Regions from separate parts of the Mus musculus genome. Here region 2 is linked to region 1. The links are chromatin contacts, called in public promoter capture Hi-C maps. All regions are on one chromosome and are shown on one strand. Each heading gives the region's core, a stretch centred on a gene start, on an enhancer-like site or on the middle of the called end of the contact. The rest is flanking DNA. Distances are from core to core; before and after follow the strand shown. Region 1 holds the start of Sh3bgr (SH3-binding domain glutamic acid-rich protein). Region 2 holds the start of Igsf5 (immunoglobulin superfamily, member 5).

Evidence for each region. Capture Hi-C pulls out chosen DNA fragments and counts their contacts.
Region 2: a contact with region 1 is called in a promoter capture Hi-C map of adipose tissue. The contact joins the promoter of Igsf5 here to the promoter of Sh3bgr in region 1. A contact is called at or near these places in 13 of 39 promoter capture datasets (3T3-L1-derived adipocytes, Sertoli cells, cranial neural crest and 8 more), 5 of 15 datasets of contacts at CTCF or cohesin (the NIH/3T3 cell line, embryonic stem cells, pro-B cells and 1 more), 14 of 484 Hi-C or Micro-C datasets (the C2C12 cell line, Sertoli cells, bone marrow-derived macrophages and 7 more), 20 of 115 datasets of contacts at active chromatin or transcription factors (the SCID.adh cell line, Th17 cells, VIP interneurons and 12 more) and 4 of 9 other capture datasets (adipose tissue, liver, macrophages and 1 more).

Annotation. Positions count from the first base shown.
Region 1 is chr16:96,196,722-96,203,060 of GRCm38.p6, forward strand. It overlaps Sh3bgr (SH3-binding domain glutamic acid-rich protein), which reads left to right and starts at 3,749. Exons shown (of 8, transcript NM_015825.2): 1 at 3,749-4,027. The coding sequence starts at 3,983.
Region 2 is chr16:96,359,295-96,365,867 of GRCm38.p6, forward strand. Igsf5 (immunoglobulin superfamily, member 5) reads left to right here and starts at 2,463. Exons shown (of 9, transcript NM_001177887.1): 1 at 2,463-2,550; 2 at 4,713-4,790. The coding sequence starts at 4,733.

The sequences.
Region 1 (6,339 bases), core at 2,499-4,998:
CCTGATGGGATTTGACACATGCTCCACAGGAACGAGTTCAGTGTGTGCTTAGAGAAGTCATGGGCCCCAGGGGAGAAATTACTGATAATGTCTCTCTAAACGATCATGTTGTCAATCTGCCTTCTAAATTATTTATGTTTGTTTCTATGGATTTATGCTGCCCAAAGTTAAATTTTGACTTGTGAATTAGTTGACTTTGAGATATATTCTAGGGAGTGTCCTTTCTCATCATGACACCTACCTGGGGACAGGGACCAGGCTCAGGATCTCTGAGACACTGGTGAAAAGAGCAGGTACCGGAGTCAAAGAGGTCTCATGCTGCTCCAGAGCACCAGCCTCTCTCCTCTGTGATGAATAACAGGGTAGGAGAGGGTCTGGTACCAGAAGGAAGTAAATGCTCACGGCCTTCGCCCCTAATGCCTGTGATCTGATTTCTCAGTATGTGCGTGCCTGTGTGTGTATTCATGGGTATACATGTATGTCAGGAGCCATAATGGGACAAGCTAATAACTAGCAGGTGATCATCCTGAAGTGGCCTGCCTCGGATTATTATATAATCTGCGACAGGTGGGCTCTCATTAAGCAAGGCTGTGAGGGACTCATTTTAGGAAAGATTCCTGCTATTAATATGCTTTTCCTGTCATTATTAAATATATATAACAACCACTAAGTAGAAGCACACCCCCTTTTGAAGTAGATCTCAGTAGATCCATGAAGATGTACTATCTTTTAGTGATGCTATGTAGACAAATACATGACTTAATGTGATCCTATAAGAATTCCTAAAATTATATCTGTGATTATTAAGCTCTTTTATAATGGAACTGCTATTAAGTCCTCTTCTGATAGTCAAAGCTTCAGTGAGAACTCTGCCAGTCTCCCAAGTGTCACCAGTCAATCCATGGTAACCAGACTTTCTCCTACTCAGAGCACATTCCAAGAGGTTGTAAAACAATTAACCAAAGGTCATTAAAAGACAACTAACGATTTATTATAGGTTCTAGGACAGAAGATAAAATACTGACTGAGTTTATCTATACAAAACTTCACTAATAACTTAGTTATGGTTTTTAACTCTCAGTGAACCTGTGGAGCTGAGACAGGTGATGGATGTTTAGCCAGATAATTACTCCTAATGGATATGCATGTAGACATTTGCCGTTGTAAACTTCTATTTCAATTTATGATTTGATTTTTTTTGTGTGTGAACTTGTGATGAACTTTGTAACATGTGATCATGTGTTCTGAAAGATGTTTAAGAGCTGAGGACAAAGAGAAGAGTCAGAACTGAGGGACTGGGGTGAGAGGAACGGAGGTGAGAAGAACTGAGCTGAGGAGAAGTTTTTAGACAGAACATTTTTTTAGATTAGAAGGAGAATGCAGAGTGGAGTAACTTAGAAATTATAGGTAACATAAAATACTAAGAGAGCAATGTGCAGAATGCAGAGGGAAAGAAGATGTTGCAGAGAGCAGAAGGAGCAAGCAGGCTTCTCCTTACCATGGGATCTGTTCTGACCCCATTGTAAGGACAAGACAGGTTTAGTCTTATTAAAAGAAATAAAGCTTTTTTTTTTCTTACACACATGGGTTTAATTCATTTAGCATTAAAAAGGTAGAAGTTTTTTTCTTTCTCTATGTAATAAAGATTGGAGTACAGTTTTCATCCAGAATGAGTGAGTTCTTTCTGCACCGGTGCTTGGTCGTTTGCTCCATATTCATATTTAAGTATGGATGTGTGTATGTGTGTATGTGTGTGTGTGTGTAGGTATATGTGATTGTGAGAATGTATGTAAGCTGGGCCCAGCTGGGTTTGAATGAAAATGAATAAATGAACATGAATGAAGCTGAATATGAATTTATGTGAGATTATACATATTTGCTTATGTAAAAGTTTTTCCTTCTGAGAGTGTTATTCTCTTCTCCTGGTTCAATAGAAGTTTATTGCTCCAAACATCCCCCTAGTCTGACAAGCAAGAGGCATCTGGACAATAGGGAGAAGGCTCCAGCAATTAATCCTTTACTTAATCACCTGCTGTTTTAGGATGAGGTTCTATGTGCTAGAGACGGAAGTTTCTGGCCTCAGAGGATCAGAGGCAGGTCAGCTACAACTGTAACTCAGACTTAGATAAGTAAACTTTTTATTATACAGCAACCTTTAATTTTTTGTAAGACAAAGCCTTACCCCAGAAACTCATAAGACAAAGTCTTACCCTCCACCTATGCTCTTCCCCCTCTGCTGCCTCAAGAAGAACCAACAAGAAAGAAGAAACAGCCCACAGCCTACGCTATGTGTGTTTATGTGTGTCTGTCTCTGTGTGTGAGTGTGTTTGTGTATTTTTTTCCTTCCGCCATATGTATATATGTGTGTGCATGTGTGTCTGAGTGTATGTGTGTGTATATATGTACATGGGTGTGTCTGTATGTCTTTGTGTATTTGTGTGTATGTCTGTATTTGTGTGTGTGAACATGTGTGTGTATATTCGTGCGTGTGCATATGTGTATTCATGTATATGTATGTATGTATATATATATATGTGTGTGTGTGTGTGTGTGTGTGTGCATGTGGCTGTGTGTATTAGTATGCCTGTGTTTTTACTGTGTGTATACATATGTATGTGTGTGCATGTGTCTGAGTGTATGTGTGTGTATTGTATTTGTGTGCATGTGTGTGTCTTTGTGTATTCATGTGTATATATGTGTGTGCATGTGATTGTGTATGTGTGTATTTGTGTGTGTGCATGTATGTATGTGCATATTTATGTGTATATGTGTGTGCATGTGTCTCTGTATGAGTGTGCATGTTTTTTTATTGTGTGCATATGTGTGCACACATGTGTGTTTATGTGTGTCTGTCTCTGTGTGTGAGTGTGTTTGTGTATTTTTTTCCTTCCGCCATAAAGTTCTAGGGTATATATGTGTGCATGTGTGTCTCTGTGTGTGTGTTGTGTGTATATGTGTGCACACATATGTGTGTCTGTGTGTCTGAGTGTGTATGTGTGATTTGCTTTTTTTCCTTTCACTATGAAGTTCTAGGGATGAAACTCAGGAAGGTGTTCGGGCTTGCAGGCCGTTATCCAGTGAGCCACCTCATGGGTCCTTGACCTTGCTTTGAAACCCATCAGCAGAGTCTGGGCTGCTAACATTTGGGCTTTTTTTTTTTTTTTTTTTTTTTACTAGTTTTGTACTCTGATTTTTTTTAAATGCAGTTCAAATCACCTGTATAAATAAGATGCTTTAGAGCTTGTTATAAACATCCCCATCTCCCAAAGCCTTTAAAATAGGGAGATTATTTCTAGATACAGTCATCGGCAGCCACCAGCTCTGAAGTGTCAGTGAAGTTTTACAGCACCCAACAGCTGGTGGAAGGAGAAAGCAGGAAACAGGCCACTCACAGAGGAATCTCCATCCTGTGACAGTTCGTTGGGTTTTTAAATAACCCTCTAGAAAACTTTAAATCAGGAAGCCGCGCTTCATTTAAGTGGCCAGTGCGGCTGTTTCAGTCTTCACAGTTCTGTGGTCTGTCCAAGGCCTGGTGAATCCAGCCTGGTTCTGGATAAGGTGACTTTTTCTGGGCTTTTCCCTAGGCTCTGGACAACTCGCTTCTTTTCCACACCCCACAGTTTCCAGAGCCCCGCCTCTTCTGCCCTAGGCACCTCTCCATGGGTCTGTGATTGGTGCGCTCCCGAGCTCTCAGCCTGGCCTTTTAGGGACTGTTGTTAGGCCTTTAAAGTGATAAGGGAAAGGGTCCAGTGGCTGCTTTTATCAGCCAATCGTTTTCCTGACATCCCAAACGGAGGGGGAAGCCCGGGATGCCTCCCCGTTGCTCTTTAGCCTCTTGGTTGGAGGGGAGGGCTGGGAGCAGAGGCTTGGATCACCGCCAGCCCTGACCTGGCACCTGCTCCCCCGGGCGTCACTGCGGGATTTGTCCAGCGACTTCCCTAGCAGGGGTGTGTTAGGGGGAGTCCTCTTTCCGACTGTCGAAATGGTTATCAAAGTGTTTGTTGCCACATCTTCTGGGTCCATAGCGGTAGGTGTCTGGGGCTCTGTGGGCTTTCTTCCTATGTGTTTTTCTGGATAACTCCTGGTTGGAGGCAGAAGGAGTGGGTATGCCCCGGCTTTTGGCCTTGAATGCTGTTTTTGTTTTTGTGTGGGAGTCAACTGCACACTGCGGTGAGCATGAGCGCCCTGCGCTTTTTTGCCTCTGTCTTCGTGATGTTGGAAAAAGTATGTGAGTGTGTAATCTGGCAGGTTGGCGTGAAAGGTGACTGGACGGGGGGAGTGTTTCATGCTCCTTTTAACCGGTGTTTTGTGCGCTGTTGGTAGTGCTGTGTAGTTTTAGCCATTTGGAATTTTTAGTGCTTTATCATTCATTCTGTAAGACGCAGGCTAAATCTTGGAGACAGATGACGGGTCAGGGAGAGATGAATCAGATCGTCCAAACGACCTCGGGGCACAATTACTCCTATATTTGAAATAGCTGGAAACATTAGAAGATAGTAGGTATGAGCTTATTATTTGTAGAAAATGATGTCACAATGACAGCAGCAAACCCATCTGAGGCCCACAGTTTTAAATGCTCTCCTATGTGAGGGCACCTAGAGTGTGAGCTAAAAGCCCAGCTCCATATGGCTTAGCTCGGATTGCTTGAGACCACCCACTCTCTGATTCCAGCCTGCATTTATGTAGACCCGCTGGTAGAAGAAATAAGAGCAATTTAGAGACTCAGTTCTAGGTCTAGGAATGAATTGTAGGAGACTGGCTTCAGGTGGACTCTAGTGTCTGTCTTGTGAAGGTTCTAGTCAGTACTTAGCAGAAATGAGGAAGGCTGTGGGAAGAAAACAGTCTATTAATTCCAAGAGTTAGAGACCAGAGAGGGGGCTGTTTCCTTTAATAGCTGTTCCGAAGGGTCTCAGGTTGCGGCTGGAATTCTGACAGTCACTCCGCAGAGATGTTTCCAGGCCCTGGCTAAGTACCAGCCCCAACCACAATTTGCTGAAGGCCACTACACCCAACCGCGGACAATCAGGAGGATCTTCAGAGAAGGCAGGCAGAAAATAAAAGAGTTTGGCAACCCCACCCACTCGTCCAGGATGGTTTCTGTGGTTCTATTTGTTGTGTAGTATGTAGACTAACTCAGACTTGGAAATTATGACATCATGTGGCCCTGAACTGATCGATGCCCTGGACTAGGAGAAAAAGAGGAGCACACAGCTCGAGTGGAGAATTCCAATCACAGAGATTGAGAACACAGAACTTCCGTGGCTGTTGATGGGTTTACATAAGGAGCACACCCATGTTTCTTCAGTGCTGGCTGGGTTCACACCTGGGGCCTCACCCTTGCTGTGTAAGCATGTTAACTTACCACTGTGCTGCATCCTGGGAGTTCGCGCTTGGGTCTTTTAGATTGGAAATAAATTTTCAAGGATAGGTGATCTGATGGGCTGGTTTTGAAGTGGGTTTCAAACATTAGTGCTCAGTGTTGAAAACTTTTCACAGTCACTTACTTACTTTTAGTTTTAGGTGCATGGATATTTTGCATACATATATGTTACTATATCACACATATGCCTGATGCACATAGAGGCCAGAAGAGGTGTCAGATCCCCTGGGACTGGAGTAACAGATGGTTGTGAGCCACCACTATGTGGGTGCTGGGAATTAAAACCAGGTCCTCTGCAAGAGCAGCCAGTACTCCTGAGCCACCTCTCCAGCCTAAGTCTTTTATCTGTTCTATATGGCTGTTTGTATTCTTCAGACAATGGAAATAAACCCACAGATTTCTTTGGTTTGTTTATTGTTTATTGTCCTGCATTTTTGAAGTCTGGGAGTTTGTTTTAGCCTTGGAGACTCTGGTGGGGGTGGGGTGGGGTGTCTCCCTTCACTCTGGACCTTGGAATTCAACCCTCTAGATGAATATTTCAGTGCCATTTGAAACTGTGTGACCTTGGAGGTGTTTGTCCTTTCTAAACCTCAATTTCCTTGTCTGTAAAATGAGGATAAGAATAGTGTTCACCTCATAGCTTGGTCATGAGGACTTCTGAGATACCACACTCGGGTGCCCATCACAGTGCCAGGGCCTGTCCAGGCACTGGAAAGTTCTGTGATTATTAATTATAGTCACTGGCAGCTGTTTGTTAATGTTAGTTGCCATTTTAATCTCTACTAGCCACCATGAATTAATTATTGATGATATGTATTAATGAGCATTTTTACTGTGGCGATTAGCAACTATTTTTTTAGTAGAACCAAGGCAATGGTCATTACATTTTGAAAGGACTGTCTAAAACCTTGTAAGTGGAAGAGTTTCTTCCATAAAGATGAGGTCATGCAAGGTGGTGG
Region 2 (6,573 bases), core at 1,213-3,712, 160 kb after region 1:
ACATCTTCATCTGAAGGCTGCTAGGAGAAAACTGGTTTCCAGGCAGCTAGGATGAGGGTCTTAAAGCCCACGCCTACAGTACCACACCTACTCCAATAAGACCATACCTCCTAATAGTTGTCATTGTTCCTGGACCAAACCATAACAACATACAAACATCTAGGCAAACCCTCATACATATAGAATAAAATGCAAACTTTAAAAAAATTGGTATTTCTGGTGGCAGGATAGAGTTGAACATTGGCTCAATTATTTCATAATTTTTAAAAACAAAAACATCTCCAGTGGTCGTATAAATAAATTCCTTGGGGCTGGTGAGATGGCTCAGTGGGTAAGAGCACCGGACTGCTCTTCCGAAGGTCCGAAGTTTAAATCCCAGCAACCACATGGTGGCTTACAACCATCCGTAATGAGATCTGACTCCCTCTTCTGGAGTATCTGAGGATAGCTACAGTGTACTTACATGTAATAAATAAATAAATTCCTCAGGAGAAAAAATAAAGATAAAATGGCGGCTGTCTTGAAAGTCTGTAGTGAAACACGTGCTGAAGGTTTTATTTAATGCCTCAGTTAATGAGGGAACCGCCATGATGTTGGAGCAGAATCATCAAAGAGCTCAAAAAGAATGCTTGTTACTCACACTTTCATAGGCACACTCGTGTCCCAGAGCTGAGGGACGAAAGAGTTCCTTCTAAGAACTTAGACACCTCTGAGGTCCTTTCCCAGTCCCAAGCTTCTCATGGATTTCCCCCTGTGCCTTTGTATAGCTGAATATAAAAACCAAGCCTAGCCAGACCTTCTGGGACCTTCTGTGCTCACATCTGAGACCACCCCAGCTCTGCCCCTGCATTCAGGACCTTCTGACCTCTTTATGTCACAGGATCCCAGTCCTCCTGTCATTACAGGCTACCTGATGCACATTATTCCCTCTGCCCAAGGACTGACTGGCCGTTTCCTCAGTCCAGCTTTCTTTCCCTGACCACCTAGCATGCCCACATCCATCTGAGGCCAGTCCTGGTTTCCTGGGGCTTCCCAGTCCCCCGCAACCCCACCACTTTCCTTTAAAACCTCCCTGGCATCTGAATTGCTTCATGAATATGTGTTATGCAGATTTGAACTTTGTCAATTTAAAATAGCAAGGGCCAAAAATATCATGAAAAGTTTCTCTTTGTGCTCAAACGTAGAATTGACGCAAATCTCTCAAACGCACACAGTGCCTCAGGACAGCAGACCTTCAGACATGTTTGTAAAGATCCCTAGGTAGTGTTTTCTGGAATAGGAGCATCTCTGAGAGAGAGGGTCTCATGGGGGTTGGAAGGAGGAGGTCACGGTCCATGCTCAGTCTTCCAGGAAGGACTCCAGGCTGCAGTCCGTGTTCATTTCTCTGGGGGCTGGCAGGAGTGGGGTTCACAGTGCACACTTGGACTTCTAGGGGCTGGCAGGAGGGGACCTCTATCCAGGCTCCTTCCTCCTGGTGCTGCTGAGACGCCTGCGGGGAGGTGTTACAAACGCTCTGCAGGGAAATGAGATCCGCAGACAAAAGGATCTCTATCTAGTTGCAAAGGGAGGAAGGGATAGTTTATCCTGAGACAAATGTGCATGACGCCGGCCAGGGAAACCAGATTCAGTTTCCCTTGAAAGACGGGTTCCATGGTGGACTTTCAATCACAGAACAAAGAACAGTCATGAATCAGACGCGTTGTTGGGGACGTCGGGTAGGCGCTTTCCTGCGACACTGAAAAGTCCGAGTTACAGGTTTCAGGCCCTATCTGACAACATTCTTAGGTCTTAGTTTGGTGGAAGCAACGGTCGGCTAAGTTAATAATCCAAAAGTTTTCATTGATAAGCCAAAAGGATGCTACAGACACAGAGGTGGGTGATAAATGGCTACAAAGGCGACTATAGGTAGCCCAGGATAAGTTGGCACTACAACATTCCAACTCCCCACGATCAGGGATTTCTATTCAGCCAATCAATCTGCAGTCTTCATGCTTTTCCTCTAGGAACTTCAGCTCTCGCCCATGCGGGCTGGACTGTAAAGCCCAGCTCACTTATCTCGAAGGCTGTCCTGTTGGCTTGCAGGAGAGGGAACCGGTTCCACCAGGCCTTGGGCCTCTGCTAGAGGCAGGTGGATGGCCAGGCCAAGGTATTTTGGCACAGTCTTTGGGGCTGACTGAGCCGGTCAGACTCTGGCTGGTGGCGAAGGGCGATTGAACCAGGATATGGGCAGCCTTGACCCTTAAGGACTGGAAAAAGGCTCGGCGGAGGAAGAGTGGAGGCTCCGCCTCTGTTTCTTAGCCTGAGCCTGGACTTCCTGTGTTTGGACTGGGTAATGGTTAAGAAGGAAAGTCACCGCAGCTAGGGGCGCTTACACCTGTCTGCACCTCCTGGTTTATAGCCTGGGCACTGACTGGATAGGGCCACTTGGCAAGGAACTTCCTGTTCCTGGGTGAGGAGTGTCCAGTCAGAAGTGTTCCCGTGTTTCTATAGAGAGCAGCCAGAAGCCGGGAAGCCCTGTGTGAACGAGATACAGAGATTTACCTGCCTGAGGTAAGGGAGGCAACGCCACTGTGAGGCTCTCCTGTAAGGGGTGTTCGTTCGCCCGGTGGGTTTCTCCTCCGGGCTCTCTGGGTACTTGGTAGGCTCTCCACAAAAATACACAGTGTTTGCCTTTCAGCTTCCACTGGGTTGAAAATTAAACAGGAAGGGTGTTCTCAGGGTTTAAAAATCCCAGTAATTTGTGATGGAGTGCCCGTCTTGCACAGAGCTGTTCTGGGGTTATGCTAGGGCTCTGCTGGAATTCAGGGGAGGGTCTCAGGATCCAGACGTTGGGAAAGCGGTCTCCTCATTCCTTAGACAAACTTGTAAAGGCCCTCTCCCCTCATGGGGAGCACAATGTTCTATTGCCACTGGGTATTCTGAGAGGGCAGATTACGGGAGAGTGAGGAGTCGGGACCCTGGTGAGGGAAAAGACCCCAGGGAAGAGGGACACCACGGTGAGGAAGCAGTTCTGAACGCAGGTGCACGGAGTTTCGGGTTCCATAGTGTAGCGGAAACGCTGGGACTGGAGGAAGCCCCTTGCTCAGTGGAACTCCAGCCAAGCCTACTGTCCCCGAGAAGCCCTTGGTCCCTGCTCCCTGAAACAATATATTCAGACCCTTTGGAAGTCTCAGTATAAAATATTTTGAGTAGCTCAGAAACGAGGGGTTATGAGGCAGCAGATTCATGGTCTCTCTGTCAATCTACGGGGGAGACATGTCAGATTTTCTGAGTGTTTTTTTCCCCCTTGTCAGGCCAGTGAGGAGTGGGTAGGAGATTAGCACAACTTAATAAGACTTATATTTTTGGAACGATGACAGTTTTTCAACATAAAGTAGGTTATTCAAAGCTTTCCGAGGCAAAATGAATGAGAAGTTGAGTTTCAGGTTTGGGTCAACCCCCCACAGAGGTATTATTATCTAAGGATTTCTGACCTAGGCCCCCACTTAATTGAAGTTACATGTGTGACTTTTGTCTACACTGTAACTATCCCCCTTTTGACATTGTCAACCGTGGCAGCACAGTCTCTCAGAGGCTGTGTCCATATGTATCACCTTCTGTGGCAGTGGTCTCACTGCTGGCTTCTGGCTTCTGCTTCTGGCCTGGGACAACTGTGGGGCAGCTGGGACAGCTGATGATGTGAAGGTGTCAGGCAGAAAGCTCCCAAAGGGAGTTCTTCCTGGGTTAAGGAATGTGCCCTTTTGCTGTAGCCGTTCCAGCTCATCTATCAGTGTTGAAACATTTCCTCATGGCCTTTGCCCTCATGACCTTTGCCCATCCCTCACTGTAGTTTCGATAATGGTGAGTGGCTCTCCGTAAAATAGGCATCATTCAGGCTGGGAATGGCAGCACGCACTTGTAATCACAGCATTTGGGACATGAGGAGCAGGAGGGTGAGGAGCTTCAGGCAAGCCTCTGCTCCAAAGGGTCTTTCAGTCCAGCCTGGGCTACACAAGATCCTATCTCAAAACAAAACTGAAACAAAATAACCAAAACAAACACCACAACAAATGGAGTGTGGCTTTCAGAGGTGGGCAGCTCAATTTCCCTTCCTTTCCTGCTGACCCCGGCATTCCAGGTGACTGATGAAGCAATTTCCTTGCGGACCTGTGTTAATTGAGCTTGAAAATTAGCAAATGATTTATTTGCCACTTTGTGAGACTGGATCTGGGCTCAGGGTTCAGTCTCAGAAGGCTGTGACTTCAGCAGCATCGTGGTTGCCAGGAGACCCCATGGAGGAGGCATGCTCTCCAGTTCTGTTGAGTGCTTCAGGCCCACAGTGGGACCGTGTTCTAAAGTAGGGAATGTGCGTTGTTAGTGTTCAGTGTGCATGCTAAGGGTTGCAAGGCATCAGAGAGACAAATGGTGAAGCCTCACTGTCTTCCCTTTTCCTGAGCTGGGGTACCTGGGAATGAGTCTCAGGCTTGAGCATCACGAGGCTCAAGGCCAGGTCATGTCCCTCAGGGATTCTCTGAGGTGAGCTGCACCAGAGTTCCCAGGGGTCTGTGTAACCGCAGGGTCAGGCACAGTTTTCCTCTGTGATGGCCCCAAAATGCATACTCTGAGAGAGCACTGCTCTGCCTAGGACACGATGCCACAGAAGGATCCAGAGGGTGTGAGCTGCACAGTAGATCCTCTTGGCTCTAAACATCACTGTTCCCTTCTTCTTTTAGGTAAGGAAGATCATGCTGAGATGGAGGGCAGCTGGAGAGATGTCCTGGCTGTGCTGGTCATCCTGGCTCAGCTGACAGGTAGGTACAGTAGGTAGGCAGGCTGTTTACAAACTTCAGAAGCAAGGCAGGATGAGCAAATGATGCAGTAGGGCAGGCTAGAGATGGTCCTCCTCAGGCACTCCCTCCAGGTGGTCCTCCTTAGGTATTCCCTCCAGGTGGTCCTCCTCAGGCACTCCCTCCAGGTGGTCCTCCTCAGGTACTCCCTCCAGGTGGTCCTCCTCGGGTATTCCCTCCAGGTGGTCCTCTTCAGGTCACCCCTATAGGCAATCCTTTTCAGGTACTTTCCCCAACTTTCTGTTTCATGGCCACCTCCTCAGTAGCTCTCATTCCTGCCATTGTTACTCTGCCCTTGGGGACCTTCTGCCTCTGACCTCCACAAGGTCCCCTCAGGGCTTTCTCTAAGCTTATCCCATTAGGTCCATGAGGTTGTCACATGAATTGTTTCAGTTATTGTTATATTCTTCCCACTTGCTTCCCACCTCTTCAATCTCTGTATCTCTCAAGGAAAAGCTGGCTCAGGCGTTTCCTCTGTCTGGAAGCCTTCTTGACTCTTGTGATATCTAGGGTGGGTTCTCCAAGCCTCCCTAAGAGTATGGCAATTCTCTGAGCCTCACCATAGCTTGTCACTAGGAGTCCTTTAGGGCATCAGCTGGGGTGAACTCCAGTGGATCTAAGTAGACTGGGCTGAGCTGACTCTGGAGGTCTCAAAATCCCCAGAGTCTGTGCTCTCAGCTTGGGATTAATTAGGTCTTGACTGCTTGCCCACTGCCTCTGGCTTCTCATTTCTCTGTGTCTCCCATGATGGCAACTTGAAGGTCAGAACTGATACACAGACATTTGCAGGCCAAGGTACCCTGGACAAATTGTCACACACTGAATCATCCTTGTGTCTGGAGACAAGACACCCAGTGAAAAGCTCCGTCTGTCTCCCTCCTCCCCAAATGCCCACAGTTCCAGGAGCCGCATGGGCGGCCATGCTTGTTTGTACGTCAGGAGCTTGTGTGCTCCATTCTGGATCGGTGGACAATGAGCTTTAAAAGTCCGGCCGGGACAGTGTTAACTGAAGTATAACAGAGTGAAACTCAGTAGGAGACAGCGGTGTCCGGTGGGCAGGTTGGTGAAATTCCACCTCTGGGTGTATTTACCTGTGAAGCCTAGGTGCTCCTGGCTAAGAACTTCAGGGGTAAAGGCGCGAGGAGCCCTCTAACAGCACACAGTGAAAAGCAGCCTGCAGGGGCCCATTGGGCATTTCCCAGCAGAGTGGAGAGGAAAACCAGGCCAGGAAGTAGTTTAGGGACTGAGACAGAGGCTAACAGGCCACCTTAATCCATGTTTTAGGGACAATTGGAGGCTACAAAAGTCTTTTAAAGACTGGAGAGAACTGGATCAACTCTGGGCTTAGTTTAAAAAAAATATATATATATATATATATATATATATATATATATATATATATACATACACATATATATATATATTCCTCCCCCCCAGCCTCAACATAGCTTTGTCACCAGAAGTCCTTCAGGGCATCAACTGGGGTGGACTTCCCAATCCAAGTAGGAAGGTTTGAGCTGACTCTGGAGGGTCTCAAAATCCCTAGAGTCAGCCTTGGATGTCAAATAAGAATTTATTTGTGTCTCTCTATATAATACAAAATATAATATATAGAATATAAAATATAATATATAGAATATGTACAATATATTTCTGAATATGTATCAGAAATATATAATCAGAAATATGTATAATCAGAAACATATATATATGTATATATATATATATTCTTATTTACTTTTTATGG